5 separate regions of the Mus musculus genome follow, and regions 1, 3, 4 and 5 are each linked to region 2. A link is a contact called in public Hi-C, HiChIP or PLAC-seq and promoter capture Hi-C data. All regions are on one chromosome and are shown on one strand. Each heading gives the region's core, a stretch centred on a gene start, on an enhancer-like site or on the middle of the called end of the contact. The rest is flanking DNA. Distances are from core to core; before and after follow the strand shown.

Evidence for each region. Promoter capture Hi-C pulls out the DNA fragments that hold promoters and counts their contacts. Hi-C and Micro-C count contacts between places; a contact is called where the count stands out from the background. HiChIP or PLAC-seq counts read pairs in DNA pulled down with a chosen protein or histone mark.
Region 1: a promoter capture Hi-C map of pre-B cells shows a contact between it and region 2, with 5 times the contacts expected there. The contact joins the promoter of A630019I02Rik here to the promoter of Jmy in region 2. A contact is called at or near these places in 9 of 39 promoter capture datasets (the C10 cell line, the HPC-7 cell line, embryonic stem cells and 4 more), 1 of 484 Hi-C or Micro-C datasets (Th1 cells) and 3 of 115 datasets of contacts at active chromatin or transcription factors (memory CD8 T cells, regulatory T cell precursor and thymic regulatory T cells).
Region 3: an H3K4me3 HiChIP or PLAC-seq map of pro-B cells shows a contact between it and region 2, with 5 times the contacts expected there. The contact joins the enhancer-like site here to the promoter of Jmy in region 2. A contact is called at or near these places in 9 of 39 promoter capture datasets (the 3T3-L1 cell line, the C10 cell line, hippocampal neurons and 3 more), 1 of 15 datasets of contacts at CTCF or cohesin (large pre-B cells), 7 of 484 Hi-C or Micro-C datasets (embryonic fibroblasts, embryonic stem cells, muscle stem cells and 2 more), 16 of 115 datasets of contacts at active chromatin or transcription factors (the 230-238 cell line, T-cell acute lymphoblastic leukemia, astrocytes and 10 more) and 2 of 9 other capture datasets (embryonic stem cells and liver).
Region 4: a contact with region 2 is called in a Hi-C map of bone marrow-derived macrophages, with 5 times the contacts expected there. The contact joins the enhancer-like site here to the promoter of Jmy in region 2. A contact is called at or near these places in 4 of 39 promoter capture datasets (the C10 cell line, HPC-7-derived erythroid cells, fetal liver and 1 more), 4 of 484 Hi-C or Micro-C datasets (the N1E-115 cell line, bone marrow-derived macrophages, macrophages and 1 more), 6 of 115 datasets of contacts at active chromatin or transcription factors (the 230-238 cell line, T-cell acute lymphoblastic leukemia, bone marrow-derived macrophages and 3 more) and 1 of 9 other capture datasets (macrophages).
Region 5: a contact with region 2 is called in a promoter capture Hi-C map of liver, with 2.8 times the contacts expected there. The contact joins the enhancer-like site here to the promoter of Jmy in region 2. A contact is called at or near these places in 8 of 39 promoter capture datasets (the 3T3-L1 cell line, 3T3-L1-derived adipocytes, the C10 cell line and 3 more), 12 of 484 Hi-C or Micro-C datasets (CD8 T cells, the G1E-ER4 cell line, LSK cells and 9 more) and 6 of 115 datasets of contacts at active chromatin or transcription factors (the 230-238 cell line, astrocytes, embryonic stem cells and 3 more).

What each region holds. Positions count from the first base shown.
Region 1 is chr13:93,093,497-93,096,595 of GRCm38.p6, forward strand. A630019I02Rik (RIKEN cDNA A630019I02 gene) reads left to right here and starts at 1,337. Exons shown (of 4, transcript NR_046182.1): 1 at 1,337-1,667; 2 at 2,218-2,243; 3 at 2,359-2,555; 4 at 3,037-3,099. Cmya5 (cardiomyopathy associated 5) reads right to left here. Exons shown (of 13, transcript NM_023821.3): 2 at 1-3,099.
Region 2 is chr13:93,498,406-93,501,565 of GRCm38.p6, forward strand. It overlaps Jmy (junction-mediating and regulatory protein), which reads right to left and starts at 1,403. Exons shown (of 11, transcript NM_021310.3): 1 at 1-1,403. The coding sequence starts at 901.
Region 3 is chr13:92,986,575-92,989,988 of GRCm38.p6, forward strand. No RefSeq gene overlaps it. Among named protein-coding and RNA genes, the nearest start is that of Gm41019, 18 kb to the right of the region's middle. Within about 2 kb of position 1,402, at least 40 of the 459 cell types and tissues checked have an H3K27ac peak or open chromatin away from gene starts, as enhancers often do. A contact at or near this core is called in hippocampal neurons, pro-B cells and uterus, where this site is marked.
Region 4 is chr13:93,241,997-93,245,405 of GRCm38.p6, forward strand. No RefSeq gene overlaps it. Among named protein-coding and RNA genes, the nearest start is that of Gm41020, 45 kb to the left of the region's middle. Within about 2 kb of position 1,280, at least 40 of the 459 cell types and tissues checked have an H3K27ac peak or open chromatin away from gene starts, as enhancers often do. A contact at or near this core is called in bone marrow-derived macrophages and macrophages, where this site is marked.
Region 5 is chr13:93,176,398-93,179,527 of GRCm38.p6, forward strand. The region is part of intron 4 of Tent2 (terminal nucleotidyltransferase 2); the gene reads right to left. Among named protein-coding and RNA genes, the nearest start is that of Tent2, 14 kb to the right of the region's middle. Within about 2 kb of position 1,399, at least 6 of the 459 cell types and tissues checked have an H3K27ac peak or open chromatin away from gene starts, as enhancers often do. A contact at or near this core is called in liver, where this site is marked.

The sequences.
Region 1 (3,099 bases), core at 87-2,586, 400 kb before region 2:
GTCAAAAGAAGCAGTCTCTAATGGAGCTGAGGCAGGCACAGGAAGCTTCCTGTTTTCTTCTTGTTCTTTTCCTCTTCTCTGAAGCTCAGCGGGGCCCTTTTCTAAGATAGAAGGCCCTGGTTCCGTTCCGATGGGTTTTACTGGTTCTATACCTAAGGATCTATCTCTATCTCTACTATCAATGAGTTCTGACCCAGCAGTTGGTACTTCTGATAACTGTTTGTGCTTCTCAGGCTCTGGGGGGAGCTTTATAAGCTCTTGCTCTCCTGACAGGAAACTCCCCGGCACTGGAGAAGATGTCTCCTCTGCTTGCCTGTTCATCTCATGTCTGAGGGCCAGTAATGTTGGAGCTAAATCATCTGAAACTACATTTTCAGAATCAGGAGACCTTGTTATCTCCTCGTGTTTGTCATTTGGCACCGTGGGTTTGGATGTGGGTGACACTTGCAATGGAGGTGGCTCGTTGTCTTCTCTCTCTACCTCAACCCCTGAGTTGACAGGAAGTTTGGGTTCAGGCCTTAACACCTCTGAGGTAGACATGCTGGGCAAAGGCAAACCACTGCCTAACTCGCTCTTCCCTACTCCCTTTAAGCCTGGGTGTTCCACAGGGCTGGCAAGAGATGGATCTGTCAGGACTTCATCCCTGCCTAATTTAGTTGAATTTGAATCAAGCTTAGTTACTGGCACTGTGGTGGCAGAAGAGCTGGCTTCTGTGTCTTTCCCCATCTCTTCCATCAATGCTGGAAGTGCAGGTGGTGCAGGTGGACTGTGTTCTGCTCCCCTCTCTCTCCCCGATGAAGCCGCAGGAAGTTCCCTGGTTATTTTGGACTCCTGTTTCACTTCCGTTTTCACTGCAGATAAAACCTTAGGTCCAGAAATAGATGTTTCCTCTGGAGGTGAGTGTGGTTTTGCCACTTCAGGCTCATTCTTTGACAACATTCTCTGTTCTAGTTCAGAAGTCACAGTTGGAGCTAAATTGAGTTTGACATCCGCCTTTGGCTCATCTCCCAAGTCAGACAAAACTGAATATTTCATCCCAGACCCTGGAACATTTGGGAGCCGAGGCTCTGGTGTCTGATCCTGCGATTTGTGTGCTGTCGCTTCTTGAGAATCCAGCACAGCTTTTTCCCTTCCGACTCTGGGCAAAGCCATCTGTTCATCTGCACTTGTTAGAGTGAGAGGTGCTGTGGGCTCCTGCTCTGGCTTAAGCACACAGGTTGACTCGGGTGAAACTGAGGGCTGAGAGGTGGGCAAAACGGATGTGGTTTCTTCCTTTACCACTGATGAGAGTGCAGAAGAGGAAGCTGCTATTGTAACTGCTGGCAGACTACTCTTTGCATCTCTCTTCTCCCATCCACTGGTTGGTGGTGGTACCAAATCTTCAGCCTCAGGCTCCAAAGATGCCTGAGTTTTCTCCTGCTGTGCCAGGATGAGATATTCAGACACAGAGGTTGAAATTGTTGGAACATCTGACATAGTTTCTGCTTGGCCGGTCTTATCTGCCGAAGGTAGCAGGCTCAGATCTTCGAACACAGGCCTACAAGGGGAAGACTCCTCCCGCTCCTGCGATGGCTCAGAATGCTCAGGCACAGGCGTGACCACTGAGGACCCCGCCTCTTCTTCATCTGCCTCTGAGAAGTAGGGATAGTCTGGAGCAGACCTCCTAGGTAGTAATTCGTCTGGCTCGACCTTGTTTTGCTCTGTTTCTGCGATTCGGTATGGTGGGATTGACACCTGTGATGCTGAATCCGGAGAAAAGAGGTCAGCCTCTTCCGTGTCCTCATCAGACAGAACAGTCTGCTCAGAGGGGGACGTTAAGCACAGTGGAGAATCCCGCCCCAGCTCTCTCTTCTCTAGTTCCTGAGTCGGATAGGGTGAGAATGAGAATTCTGACGCAAATGCAGAATCAGGGGAAAGGGGCCCAATATTGTCCTCTTCCTGCCCTTGCTCTGATAGACCTGTGGGTGAGGAGGCACCCTTTAGAAGCAGAGGAGATGTGTGGCCAAGCTCTGGTGTGGAAGAGAATGAGCCCCGCTGCTGGTCTCTGCTCCCTTCTTCTGATTGGACCACTTGTTCGGATGAGATGGCCCAGGGAGGTGGGGCATGGCTTTCAGAAAGCAGCTCAGTGGTTTGTGGGGGGAGAGCGCATTCCACTGCAGAGACCTCATTGGATGAAGATAGCCCAACTCCAATGGCTTCCTTTTCTTCTTCTAACAGGGTTGCAGGATCAGAAAGGCCTCTTGGTTTGAATTGGGGCATGTCATCTATTGTTTTTTGGGGGGATTCCCGTGTTGCATTTTGTGAAACCGAGGGTTTAAATGGCAGCTTTGAATCTGATGCGAAACTTCCACTTCCTAGACTCTCATCTTCCGATAGAACTGCCTGGCTCAGTGCTGCTGGGGGAAGTAGCCCAATATCTTCTTTCTCATCTTCTGCCTGAATGATGGGCTCAGAAACACGTTGGGACTTTAATGGGAGCTTGTGGTCACCTGTTTTCAACAGCAACTCTTGCGCATGTGCTGGAACAGAATACTCAGCCGCAGATTCAGATTCTGGTGAGTGACACACGCTCTCTGAGGCCTCATCTCCAGACAGGACTGGTGAAACTGTTGAAAAGAGTGGGGACTGGATGGCAGATGTCTTCTCAGTGGTGGATGGAGAAAGAGACTGCTCAGATACAGAGGTCATAGCTGGGGAATAAGACTCACGTTCCTCGTCGTCCTCTGAAAAGACTGCAGGTTCATTGCTAGATTTCACATCAGATACAGAAACTGCCTCTACTTCCAGCTTCTCTGGTGTATGGTTCAAATCCTGTAGGACTGAATACTCAGATACAAAAGCAGAATCGGTAGAAACAGACTCGTTTTCTTCTCTTTCTTCCTCGGACAAAGTGATACGTTCAGGTGTGAATGTCATCTGTGTTGGTAGAATGGGCTCTTTTCTGTGCTCTACTTCAGGGGACAAAGGCGATGGGGAAGTCTCCTTAGAAGCTAAAGGACTTTCCGGGTAATCAAGTTCTATGATCTCTTCTTCTAGACTAGAATCTTCGGGTTCAGTGGTATCCGTGATTGGCGTAGAAGTTTCCACTCCCCTCTCTAG
Region 2 (3,160 bases), core at 153-2,652:
AAAGAACCTGAGAAAGGATCTTCCAGCCACACGTGTCCAGGCCGTGGCCCAGGTATACCTGGAGTTGGTAACATAGAGCGTCGATCTCCTGCTCGGTCATCTCGGGGGCGCCCCCAAACAGCACCGTCCACATGCCTGACGGCTCTTCGGGGAACACCGGCAGACACGGCTCCAGCTGGGAGTTTACCGAGCACAGCTGCTGATGCACGGCTCGCAGATCCTGGAAGGAGAAAAGCCCGGCCCAGCTGCATTCTTCGGCCGGAGACTCCAGCTCCGCGGCAGACGGCGGCTGCTCCGAGTCCGGGAGCGGCTGTGGCGCCTCGTCCTCCCTCACCATTTCCAGGACCTCGATCTCCTCGGAGACCGCCCCGGAGGCACTCACCACCCGCACCGACGACACCGGGGGCACCGGGGGCGCCGGCGGGGCTGGCGTGGCACTGGCGGTCGCATCTCGGGATTCGGCGCTTCTGCGGAGCGGGCTGGCCTTAGCCCGCGCGGGGCTACGGAGAGGACTCTCCGGTCCTCTGCCCGCGGGACCCCGAGGAGGATCCCCCTTCAGGCTGCGCGCGCTGCGCGGAGAGCCGCCCTCGGCCCAGGCCTGGCTTTTCCGTGGCCCGGGACTCCGGAGCGCTGCTGTAGCAGAGGCAGCGGCCTCTGACCGACCCCTGGCCGCGGGGCTGCCCGGACCGCGACTCCCATCAGACGCGGGCGTCCCCGCCTGTTCCCGGGAACCGCTCCTCTGTCTCTGGGCCGTCCGGTTGTGACAGGTTATAGCAAACTTGCCTTCGATCTCGTTCCAGGCCACAATGAACACAAACTTGTGCTTCTCGCGCTCGTCGAATACGTGGGGCCGCACCGCCACCCAGTCGGACTCGAGTGTCTCCTCCAGCGCGAACGACATGGTAGCTCCGGTGCCCGGCGAGGGGGGTCGCCCGCCCGGCCGAGTCTCCGCGGTGGCCGCGCCCCCAGCTCACCCTTGCGGGGCGCCTGCAGCCATCTTAGCGCGCCGGCCGCTCACCCACCGGCTCCTTTGTGGTGCGGCTCTCAGAAGAGACAATACGCGGCCCGGAGCAGGTAGTTCACATGGTCACGTGCGGCCGGATCTGTTTACAAGCCGCTCGCTGCCGCAGCGCAGGGCCCTGGGCCGCCGGACCGGCCTGCGCGGAGCCGCGGGGCTGCGTGCTGAGGCGCGCGTCCGCCGCTCGCCCGCCGGGGCCTACCTCCCCGCCGCCCCTCTGCCCCCGGCCAACAGCGCCCAGCCAGCCAGAACCAGAACCAGAAAGCAGACTCCTAAAGCGCTAGTCTCAGCGTCGCCACAATGTTGCCATTCGGCTGTGACGTCTGCGGCTCCACGAGGGACGTAAACACGGGCACGTGCGGCACGCTGCTGACGCGGCGGCGGCAGCAGCGGCAACGGGAGCGGCGGCGCGCGTCCCGCCCGCCCGGCGGCGCCCCGCCCCCCTCCGCGTCCCTCCAGCCGCGCCTGCGCGCCGCCGCGTTCCTGGCCCCAGCCCTGCCCCCTTTTTCCCGGCCCGGAGTCTGTGGCTGCGGGATGACGCTTTTCTGCAAGATGAGAGACTGGTGTGCCCGGCCGCACAGGTTGCTTTGAACCCCCGGCAAGAGGAGCAAAGGCAGAGGGACTCTGAGACTTTGTTCAAGGACCTTGATGTAGCCCTCCTTCACCCTAAGTGAATCTGGATCGCCAACTGTGTTCAGACGCGTCCTAAACAGTCCGGGAACTCTGCCTTGCTTTACAAGGCTAAGCCAAAGGGTTCCATTCTCCCCTGACATCCTTCAGACACAATTTAAGTTAGACATGTATGCAAAACAACTCAGGAGAATACGAAAACAGTAGGAAAATTCAGTCACGTCCTAAAGAGCGTGAACATTTGTCTCAATTTATCCTTCTTTTATTGCTTCGGCTTTCCTCGTTGTGTACTGTTCTGAGAATCTCTTTGGGCAGTCACTGCACTAAAGTTTTGACATTGTATTCAGTTATCAGAGTTCCCAGAAAGCACAAACAAAAAGTTTTTATCAGCCTGGCAAGGCAGTGCATAACTATAATCCCAACACTTGGTGAGTAGAGGCAACCAGATATGGTAATTCAAGGCCAGCAGGGGCTACAAAAGACCTTGTTTCAAAAACCAGCCAGAAAAATCCAATTATTCATACTAAATTGTGTTGAAACATTCCTAATATTGTCTAGTAGGTTTATAATCCACTTTATATTATTGGCGTCATCTTTCCTGTCAGTGTCTAAGGCATCAAGCAGGCACTAATGTATAATAGGAATTAGTTCTTTTACTTTAAGCCACATTTCTAAAACGTGTGAAAATCATCTGAGTCACCCTCACGTTGTCAGCTACACACAGTTTTGTATTGGCCTGACATCTAAATTGATAGTCAAAAGTTTTAGACCTATCTCTTGGCTGAACTTTTTTTTTTGTTTTGGTTTTGGTTTTTTGGAGACAGGGTTTCTCTGTGTAGCCCTGGCTGTCCTGGAACTCACTTTGTAGACCAGGCTGGCCTCGGACTAAGATATCTGCCTGTCTCTGCCTCCCAAGTGCTGGGATTAAAGGCGTGTGCCACCACCGCCTTGCTGAACATTTTAAACTTTAAACATCTGCTTTGAAACCCATGCCTACTCTTGGACCAAACACACACACACACACACACACAGCAAGATTCAGAAAAAGATAAAAATGACTTCAACCTTTTGGAATTCTTATAATGAGCTGCATATTTTCAAAGCTTGTACATATGTGTCAGCTCTTCCGTGCAAATCAAAAGCACCTTTGAAAACGCTGGGAGAGACCCAAGTATGGTGGCCCACTCCTTTATTCCACAACTCAGTAGGGAGAGACAGTCAGATCTCTGGGAGTTCATAGCCAGCTGGTCTACAGGGAGAGGGAGAGGGAAGAGGGAGGGAAGGGGAAGAGGAGGAAGAGGGGAAGGGAGAGGAGGGAAGGAGAGGGAGAGGAGGGGGAGGGGAGGAGAGGAGAGGGGTCTGGGGTGTTACTCAGTGCTTGGGGTACTTACAAAGCACTCATGAAATCCTGAGTTCAATTTCCAGCAACACAAAAATAAATAAAATGCTAAAGGAAAGAAACCCACTGCAAATTGGAGTCTTCAGCAAGTAACGTTACAGAAAAATTGTCCT
Region 3 (3,414 bases), core at 152-2,651, 510 kb before region 2:
TGAATACACATGCTATTCATGTCGTTCATTACTGTTACCTTCATGGAATTATCAGACATTATTTGAAAGTTAGTTAATTCTAGGAGACTGTTCTATGGTTATAGCCCATCTCTAAGCGACTGTGACCATTACACGTACATCAAAATGCAAAACAAACAAACCCTCATCGATTCCCTTAAGGTTTTTAGAAACCTTATTAGAACAGTCAACTAGAAACTTTACAAGCCAAAGCTGCGGAATCAGTTCTTTCTTAAGAGCAGGACAGGTGACTCAAAGCCCAATTCACCAGGTGCCTCTGCCATTCAGCTGCAGGTCCAGCTATGGCCAGCAGAGGGCAGTGTTATACACAGACTTTGCCACTTTGGACGCTCACTGTCCGTGGTTTGGGGTATTCTTTTCCGCCTTATTTTTAATCGCCTGTCTCTGAAAGAAAAGCTGTGGTATTTCAGAAGTGACTGTTTTTCCCCAGGTTCTTATCTGCTTGTGTTGCGTTTTGTTACCTTGCCTGTTTCTGCTGGCTGCAACAGGCTCGGGTGATGTGGGGAGGCATTCTAGGCTGGAAGGGTAGAAATGGGCTCTGCAATAGGTGTGCCCTGGAAAGTGGGGGCGTCCCCAAACTCCCACCTTTTCCTCGAATCTGCTTGTGCAGCCACCTACTCTCTTTGTCTTTTCTTGGGTCTCTCTTCACCTGCCTTGTTTCTGCCGCTGACTCCATCCATTTCTCTCCCACACCATAGCAAGCCTGGGGCTACAGTGACCTCCAGTGATGCCTAATTGTGCGGTGCCTGTGAACATTTTCAGAAGCTCCTGTGTGAGGCCCTGGGACCCACTGGTGAGCCCAGTAAGAAACTGTGTGGCTCTTTCCTGTCCCCTCATCTCTTCATAATGCTTCCTAAAAGAGCTGAACTCCGGCACCCCCTTCCCTGGAAAACCTCTCTGGATCTTGGACTGACGCCGGCATTCCCGGCATCCCCTCCGTGATGCTTATGACAGTGTCAGCTCCTCACCGTTGCCTGTCCCTCTCTAAAGTCTGGGAGTCAGGAACTCTTTCTTCCCTTTCCCTCTTTGCATTTATGCTGCAAGCTTCTTTTGGGACCTTGAGGACAGAAACGCGAAGAGTCTTGATGTCGGTCCTCCCAGCGTGGGGCACGCCGCCTCATCCAGTTAACTAGCAGGCAGAATCTGGGCCCAGCAAGTTGTTCTTTCCTTCCCTAAAGACTTCTATAGACAACAGCCCCTGGCCTCTGTCTCTGAAACTCCCACTCACCCTCGCATCCACTAGCCATCTGTCTCCCTCCCATATTTCTGACCTTTCAGAGAACAGATGAGTCAGACACCCTGTCTAGAGTCCACAGACATTCACTTCATCTCCAGCCTCTCCAGATCATGTGCACTGGTGACTACATCTAATTTCTCCTTGAACTGCCTGCCTTGCTCTCTCCAGTGGCCTCACCTTGCCTGTGCTTCGGCCCCACTTCCTCCTGTGGGCAGCCCAGCCTCAGTCCTCCTGTGGGCAGACTGTGTGGTCCCCAATCCTGTGGGCAGCCCAGCCTGTCCTGTTTTCAGCTCCGGGGGCTTAAGTGTTGTTTTCTCTCCTTGTGACTCAAAATGAGTGTGGACTCAGTTCTCAACATCAGAGTAGAATGACATGTTGACCATAGAGATCAGCTTAGAGGTAGACAGTGAGAGCAGCTATACCATCAGCCAACTGCAGAGTCGGTGGAATTAGGAGAGAAATTCTTCTGTTGGAGGAGCTAGAACAGAGGCATATTGTCATTTAAAAAAAGGATGATAGGAAGAGAGTAAAAATAATAATGCAAGCCTGGGCCTCCTTGGGATTTTCAATGACATGAATTTATATATTCTACCCACCCTGCCCCCCTTTTAAAAACCAATTAGAGCTCCTTTATCCAGCTTTGCCTGCACCTAGAACTGCTTCCTGTTCAGTGTGGCTGTAGGAGCTGCTGGTAATCCTGTTGTTTCCGCCTGATCGTCAGTTTGGTGTCTCCTGTAAGGGATCAGAGTGATCACTTCTGAGCCGCCGAGCTTACTGTTCTCAGCAATGCCCAGCTCCAATGGAGCGGAAGGCTGTTGCTGTGGTGTTGGAAATTACAGCAACATAAGGCAGCCGGTTATGAAAGGCCTCAAAACCAAGCAGTTCTGGACGTCCTTTCCGCAGTTCTCTCCTCGGGAGCAACCCACCTCCTTCCCACCTCTGTTGGTTTGGTGCATCTCCTAAGAGGAGGCCCGGAGCTCCTGAGCCTCCTTCCCCCCACCCTGATTAGAGTGCGCCCACTCTCAGTTGTGTCTGCTGTGCAGGTTTTATTTTAGGAATCTGCTTTTCTCTGGGTGCACTGGCACACATCTGCCAATGCCAGCATTCAGTAGGCTGAGGCAGGAGGATCTGGAGTTTGTGCCAACTTTGCAATACCAATGCCAGCCTTAGCTAAATGGTGAGACCCAGTCCAGAGAGCTCCAGACCAAACAGATAGCTCACAGGTGGGCACTGGCCTGGTATAAACAGGGCCCCGAGTTTGATGCCCAGGATTGAAGATTAAACAAACCACCCTGTTTTCGTAGTGTTCTGAGCACTTGATGATAAAGCTCTCTCAAATTATGGATTATAACTTATCTTTCTGTGTGCTAGTTTTAAAATCCAAATGATCTATTGAAAACAAGAAACCTAGGGCTGTTAGCAGCAAGGCTTACACAGGAAGTCTTCCCCTAAAGTCTAGCTTCTCGGTCTCCTGAATTGTTTACTCCTCTGTTTGGGGGGGGGGATGGGTGTTTTATTAATTAGTTTCTCTAATAAACATTTTAAACAGAGTGCTTGGATTACAGGTCCTTGGACCGCAATAGCATATCAGGAGGTAACTGCAGAGGATGCTCCCAGAATTATTTAGACAAATGGTACCATGGTCTGCCCTCCCTAGAGAAAAGCAGATATAAAATCTTAGCAACTAAGAGAGCCCTCCCCCAGCAAGTCTCAGAGGACAATGACCTGCCAGAGAGAACATTTCTGTCTTCATTAGATGGTCTATCAAAATAAAGAAACCACCACCAAAATTCCCCATCAGACAGCTGCCTTTCAGTATCTGGACAGGTTTTGTTTTTTCTGTCTAGACATGCTTTAAGCAAGTAGAAGAGTAATCATGGGTCCAGCTGGCCAGGACTTTTCTTAGAAGGCCTCTGCATTGCAACATATTTTTAGTATCCATCACTTCCTCCAGAGGATGCAGGCCTGAGGGAAAGATGTATCAAGCACTCATATTTGAATATCTCTCTGACCCTGCTGTGCATGTGCTCTGTCAAACTGTAGGGAAAGATTCCTAGGAGGAAACACTGTCCTGAGAGCTCACAGGAAGACAAGAGATGGGATACACGCCCACACATAATCTTCCTTTCAGCTGGAAG
Region 4 (3,409 bases), core at 30-2,529, 260 kb before region 2:
GTCCAATGGGAGTGTGTGTGGCATTAAAACAAGAACATAAAATTAAAAATTTAAAAGTCTCTACGATGCATCTTAAGAATTATAAAGTAATACTGTCAGTATCTTCAACGTTTCTTTTATGCTTGATGCCCCTTTCCTTCTTTTCTGGGTAACTAAGACATTAAAACTTGTTTAATCATTCCTTACTTCTAATTTTTAAAATTATTTATGTGTACCACTATGCATTTGTTACCCCGTTCTGCCTGGCTTGCAGTGTATGTATGTGGGATTATGTGTAACTTGTTCACGGTGTTAGTTCTTCAACCGTTGATACACTAAAGTATAATTCATTCAGCTTTGCTACTCCATAGTATTTAGCACTGTGAGTAGACCACGTTTAGGTACCCGCTCAACTGATGGTGAACACTTAAACTGTTCAGTTGTCTCTTTATGAACAACACTGCTATAAAACAATTCTATGCATGGGTCTTGCTGTGTGTATGGACAAGTCCTAGAGTAAAAACCTAAGTGGGGAGATTTAGTAAATCAAGATAGATTTTTCAGTTAGAAGGAATAAGTAGGAGAGCTGTTCTACATGATGGTAGCTACAGTTCATAATAAATTGTATATTTGAAGATTAGTGAGATTTCTAAATGTTCCAGCTACAAAAAAAATTTAATTGATGAGACATTGCATATTCCACATCTCCTAGACCATCCTTTCTACAGTGAGTCAAAGTAAACTGTTCAACATCAATACACACAGGGTTTGCTTATCTACCATAGATAGACAAATAGTAACAGTGATCGAAAGGAGCTCCTGAAGCAAAGAGACAGAAGCTACAGTGCCCTCAGAGTGTGCATTCGATGGTGACAATGATGGTTTCCTTGCTGAAACTGATTCAGTGGGAAGAGCACACGCTATTTTGGGCTCTAGAATGTTACTTATTATCTATTATTCCAGGAAGGCATTCAAGAAACTTCCCCCAGGTTTCTTGGCTTCTATGGGCTGGAAGGATAGATATTTATCAAAGATGGCAGACGTTTGCCAAGGGATGCTGTTGAAGAGGAACTGAATTGGTGCTAGACAAGAGAAACCAAATGACATCAAGGATATCTCTGTTTACAGTGCGGTATTGTGTGTGTGTGTGTGTGTGTGTGTGTGTATACTGAGCCCAGAGCTCCTATATTCTACCACTGAGCTGTACGTTCAGTGCCTGCTCTGTCCCTATTTATGGATAGCCATGTGATACCAGACAAACTAGGTTTCTTTCTGAGTTTCAGTTTCATGTTCAAAAGTGTGGGTTTGATGACCTTTGGGTCATTTGAGCTCTGACAACAGTCTGATTCAGTGACTTCAGAAGCACTCCTGGAAACAACAGTTTTGCATGCCCCCTTGTGGTGGCCTCTAGCACTGCAATTAGAGAAGCAAGCTTTAGAATGGTGGTTACTGACTCAAAAATTTCCCTGAGCTATAAATACATTTAACAATTAAAATTAAACAATATAAAAACCAAAGATATTTTGAAGTTATAGTTGTTCTTAAAAATACGTTTAAACTAAAAGTTTCTGTTTCACATAAGTATGTTTTGAATAATTGTGTTTTTTAGTAATACAGTTATTATTTTGCATTAACTTTTTTGTAAATACTTTTTTTGTGTGATACTGGGGATCAAACTGGTGTTTTGTACTATGTGGCGCATTTCCTTGCATATTCTTGGCAGAGCTCTACCACTGCAATACACCCTTTACTCTCCTTTTCTAAGGCAAATTTATTGTTAATAAAATATAAAACCATATAAGTACATACTGGTACATGAAACCATACACGTTGTATGCATTATGGGGAACTCTGTGATGTTTCAATATATGTATATATTGTAAAATGTTTAGCTCAACTTAAACATGACTCCTCAAATATTTACAATTTTATAGTAAAACACTCAGAAATCATTTCTTATACCTTTTTGAAGTATGCAGCAATATTTTCTTTCTACAGTAACCCTACTACAACAGCACACCAGTACTTCTTACTCTAGTTATACCTTGGTACCTACTGACCGAGTTTCATCATCTCCCTTCTCCCCTCTCATCTCTAGCAATCACCATTCCATTCTTGTCAGTCTGTGAGGTATGTGGGTGTATGTGTGGTGTGAGTGTGGTATGTGTGTGTGGTATGTGATGTGTGATGTGTGATGTGTGTGGTATATGTGTGTATGGTATGTGTGTGTGTGGTGTATGTATGGTATGTGTGTGATGTGTGTGTGTGTATGTATGGTGTGTATGTGATGTGTGTTGTGTGTGTAGTGTGTGTGTGTATGGTATGTGTGTGTGTGGTCTGTATATGGTATGTGTGTGATGTGTGTGTGTGTAGTGTGTGATGTGTGTGTGTATGGTGTGTGTGTAGTGTGTGATGTGTGTGTGTATTTTGTGTGTGTGTATGGTGTGTGTGTGTGTGGTATGTGTGTATGGTGTGTGGGGGGAAGAGGGGTGTAGATGGCTAAGGTCAACATCAGATGTTATTGCTTTCTTTAGTTGCTCTCTACCTCTTTTTTTTTTTTTTTTTTTTTTTTTTTTTTTTTTTTTTGAGACAAGGTTTCTCAGTAAGGGGAAGCAGTTAAGATGGCCAGCCATTCAGCTTCAGGGACTCACCTGTCTCAGTCCACCCAAGGCTCAGATTACAGGGGCATGCCACCAACCCCACCTTTCACTGCTTTCACCAGGGTTCTGGGAATCAAGCTCAGGTTCTCAACTTCCAAGTCGGGCTCTTGGTAGACTGAACTATTTCCCCAGCCTGTGGTCAACCTTTTTTATTCACATATAGGTAAAATGATGTAATGTAGTATTAGTCTTTGTGTGCTTGCTGTATTTCACTGCACATAATGATCTCTAACCTCATTGACGATGACAAGATTCGATCTTTTCTTCAGAGACTAGTCCACAGAACCACATTTTCTATATCATCAGCTGACAAACACTTTGGTTGTTTCCATTTCCTGGCCATTGTGATGACCGTACAGTAAAAAAGACTACACAGATGTGTCCTTAGTGTATTGAGTCACGTCTGTCAGATGCGTGTCCAGCTAGAGCATTGCTCGAGCATTTGCTATGTCTTATTTAGTTGTGTGTGTGTGTGTGTGTGTGTGTGTGTGTGTGTGTGTGTGTGTGTGTGTACTCTCCTGCATATACGTATATGTACCATATGTGGACCTGGTGCTTACAGAGGCTAGAAGAAGGTGGAATGAGAGTTATGTATGATAGTGGGCTGTCTTGTGGGTGCTGGGAACAGAACCCAGGTCCTCTGGAAAAACAGTAAGTGCTCTTAACTGCTGGGCTACCTCTCCAGACCCCTATGTATTTCTTTTATTTGTAATTTTTTGAGGAACTTTTATAGTTTTCCCACAGTGGCGATATTAACACACAGGTTTACC
Region 5 (3,130 bases), core at 149-2,648, 320 kb before region 2:
CCTCTGCTGATCTTCCTTTGTTTAGGCACCTACGTAGTTAACATTATCGCTTCACACCAACTCTCACTGTCACATAGGATGATAGGATGGTAAGCAATACCCTTATATGTACTGAGCTACATGTATCACAACATATTCTTCTGAATTTTTTTTAATATAATATTTTCCACTGGTATACTCTCATAGCTATGTATTCTAGTCCTGGTATTTTAAATTCTAATATACTGCTTCCGCTTTAATTTCCCATTCAACTCATTTTCTTATCACCCCCACCTCTAAAATATCTTCTCTAGACCTAGTCAGGAATTCCTTGAGACCTCCTTTTTCTTCCAACCCATCAGCACCTAAGTGATCCTGATGTCCTTCCCTATACAACCACTATCCCAGAATGCATCTCTGAACTCCTCCGTTATATCATGGAGTAGCAAAGTTACCCCTCATGCTCTAATTCCTGTGCTGCAAGATGTCTACCTGAAGGCAGTACAACACTGCCTTCTCTTTAAAATTTAAACCTAACATATACAGAAAGACAAAGCTAAGCTTTTTAGAAAGTAGAGTCTTTCAAATGTATGGTGTAAGGGTTGGCCTAGCTTTGTATCCTTAGCCTTTATTCTGATGTCTCTGGTTAATACTGTTCCCACTTTTCACTACTCCATTCCAAAATGTTTACTGCCTTCTTCAAGGCCCCTAAACTTACTTTCTCTTGCAGATAAGCTCACATTAAAATTTTCTAAGAAAAGCCAAGCGTAGTTGTGCACATCTGCAAATCCCAGCACTCAGATGAAGGTAGGAGGATCAAGGAGTTCAAGGCCATCCTTTGCTTCATAGGGAATTCCAGAACAGCCTAGGCTACATGAGACCCTGTCTCAAAGAAAAAAGGGAAAAACCTAAGAAAATTAAAAATACCAGATTCAATTCTTCATCTTGCTAAGACTTACAAATTAATATTACTGAAGGAAATCTCACCTATTTCCTTCTTGCTATGTTCAAATCTATTCCCTCTACCAATACTTTTATATCCAATCCTGCTGTGCCTCAGGAGCACAAGCAACTCTATCAATTCTCAATCTCTTTTGTTCTTCAGCTTCTCCTTCTTTGGCCTCCCCATAGTCTATTTATAACCAGCCAAAAGTCTCATTTAAGATTTGTTTTTAATATCATATTCAGAGAGCTGCTGACAACTTGACCATGAAACTGCCATGATTTTTTTTTTTTTAAATCTGTAAATACTTGCCCCACAAAAAGAGACAGAACAACCAGGAGAATAAAGTAGATTAAACTAAACCAAAACCAAACACTGGCAACAAATACACATAAACCACTGAGTATCCTCCATGAACCCTTTCTGACCTGTAAAGGTCAAACTCTAACACCAGATTGCCACAGTATCAAAACAGTGAATAGGAGAAAGGGAAACAGAGCTAGGACAGCCCTTGAATCCAATACTCAGAGATCAAATGGTCTCTAGCTACTACTGCTTTTTGCTTCTTTCCCTCCAAACTGAAGGTTCACTGTTGATGTAGAATACAATTGATGTAGTATACAATTCTAGTAGAAACCTTCTCAAGCTATAATTTAAAAGCAAATGCAAGCAGTCCTTTGAAAGTTCAAAGACTTTAAAGGAAAGTCCCTTGTATAACAAGCAAAAAATTGTCAGGCACTGAAATCTAAACAGAGCAAAGCCATGAGAAACAGAGGAAAGGTCTAGAATGATTCTGACTACTGAAGGTATTTGATAATGTTTGGAAACTATTTTGGTTACCATAACCGGGGCAGAGTTATGTAACTAGCCTCAAAAGACAAGGGATACAACTAACCATCCTACAGGACATAAGGTTACCTGTCCCCTGGGAATATCTGGTCTAAAGCATCAGTGATAGAAAAGTCAAAGTTCCTGCTCTAGACAAAGAAGTGAAACAGAGACAGAGCCTGGAGCTGTGAGGCCGACCTGCCCAACTTTCTCCATCTCAAAGCAGCACAGAAGTAGCCATCTTAATCAAACACACACACACACACACACACACACATTGATTGAGAGAGATAGAGAGAGAGAGAGAGAGAGAGAGAGAAAGGGGGTGCGGAAAGAGAAGAGAGAGAACTAAAATCTCAGGAAGAAAAGGAATAAAATTGAAAAGAATTAAAAAAAAAAAAGAGGTTTGAAAATAATACCTGAAAAAGAGTGAAATAATTTCCATAATGTTTTTCTAAGAAAAGAATGAGCAGAGAAACATTGCTACGATAAAGCACATTTCCATGGAGACATGAGGACATTTTAACATATTTTTAAAGGCCTTTTCTCATTTTAACTCATTGGGAAGATAACAATTTAAATCATACATATGAACACTAAAAATTTTATTTTAGAAAAAATTTATGACAGCAGCAAAGTACATGAAATTATTGATAAATCTATTTTTCAAAAGTTATGTAGAACATATAGACTGGAATTCACAAATACTGACATGAGAGACATCTAAATATGTGAGAAGTAAGCCTGGTATGCTCAAGGGCTGTCCTCCCAGCACTTGGGAGCTAGAGGCAGAAGTGATATGAGTTTGAGGTCAGTAGGATCTACAGAGCGATTCCCTATCTCAAAACAAAAATAAAAATATAGCATACTAACAAACTACTGGTAAATATATCAATTCTCGAGAGGATATGTAGAGTCAATATAATAATTTTTTTAAAAGCAGAAGGCTTCTTTCTAGAAATTAGAAAATGTGTGTTTTGGAAAAGTGAAAGATCAAGAATAGTCGGAGGAGAAAAAAAAGAAGTAAATATATGTTCATGACTAACACATGACAACCAGAAGTTAACCCAAAACTAAAAAGAGGGAGAAGTATGGACTAAAGTAATTGGTCATAGGATATGATCAGTTGGCATATTATAATAATATAATATTGGAATGGTTAAAGCTGAGAGACTTACTAAGAGTACTGATTGCATCTTGGGTAGATAGTTTGCTATAACAAGAACATACAGGCACCCAAGTTTGTAATAAATTCAGTAAAAATGGCTAGTGTAAAAGTTTTAATATCACATAAAGATTAGATTTTATTTATCCTGAAGGCTGATAAATAGAACCCGCAGGCCAAATACAGCTTCCAGTCTGTAATATATGAACAAGTTA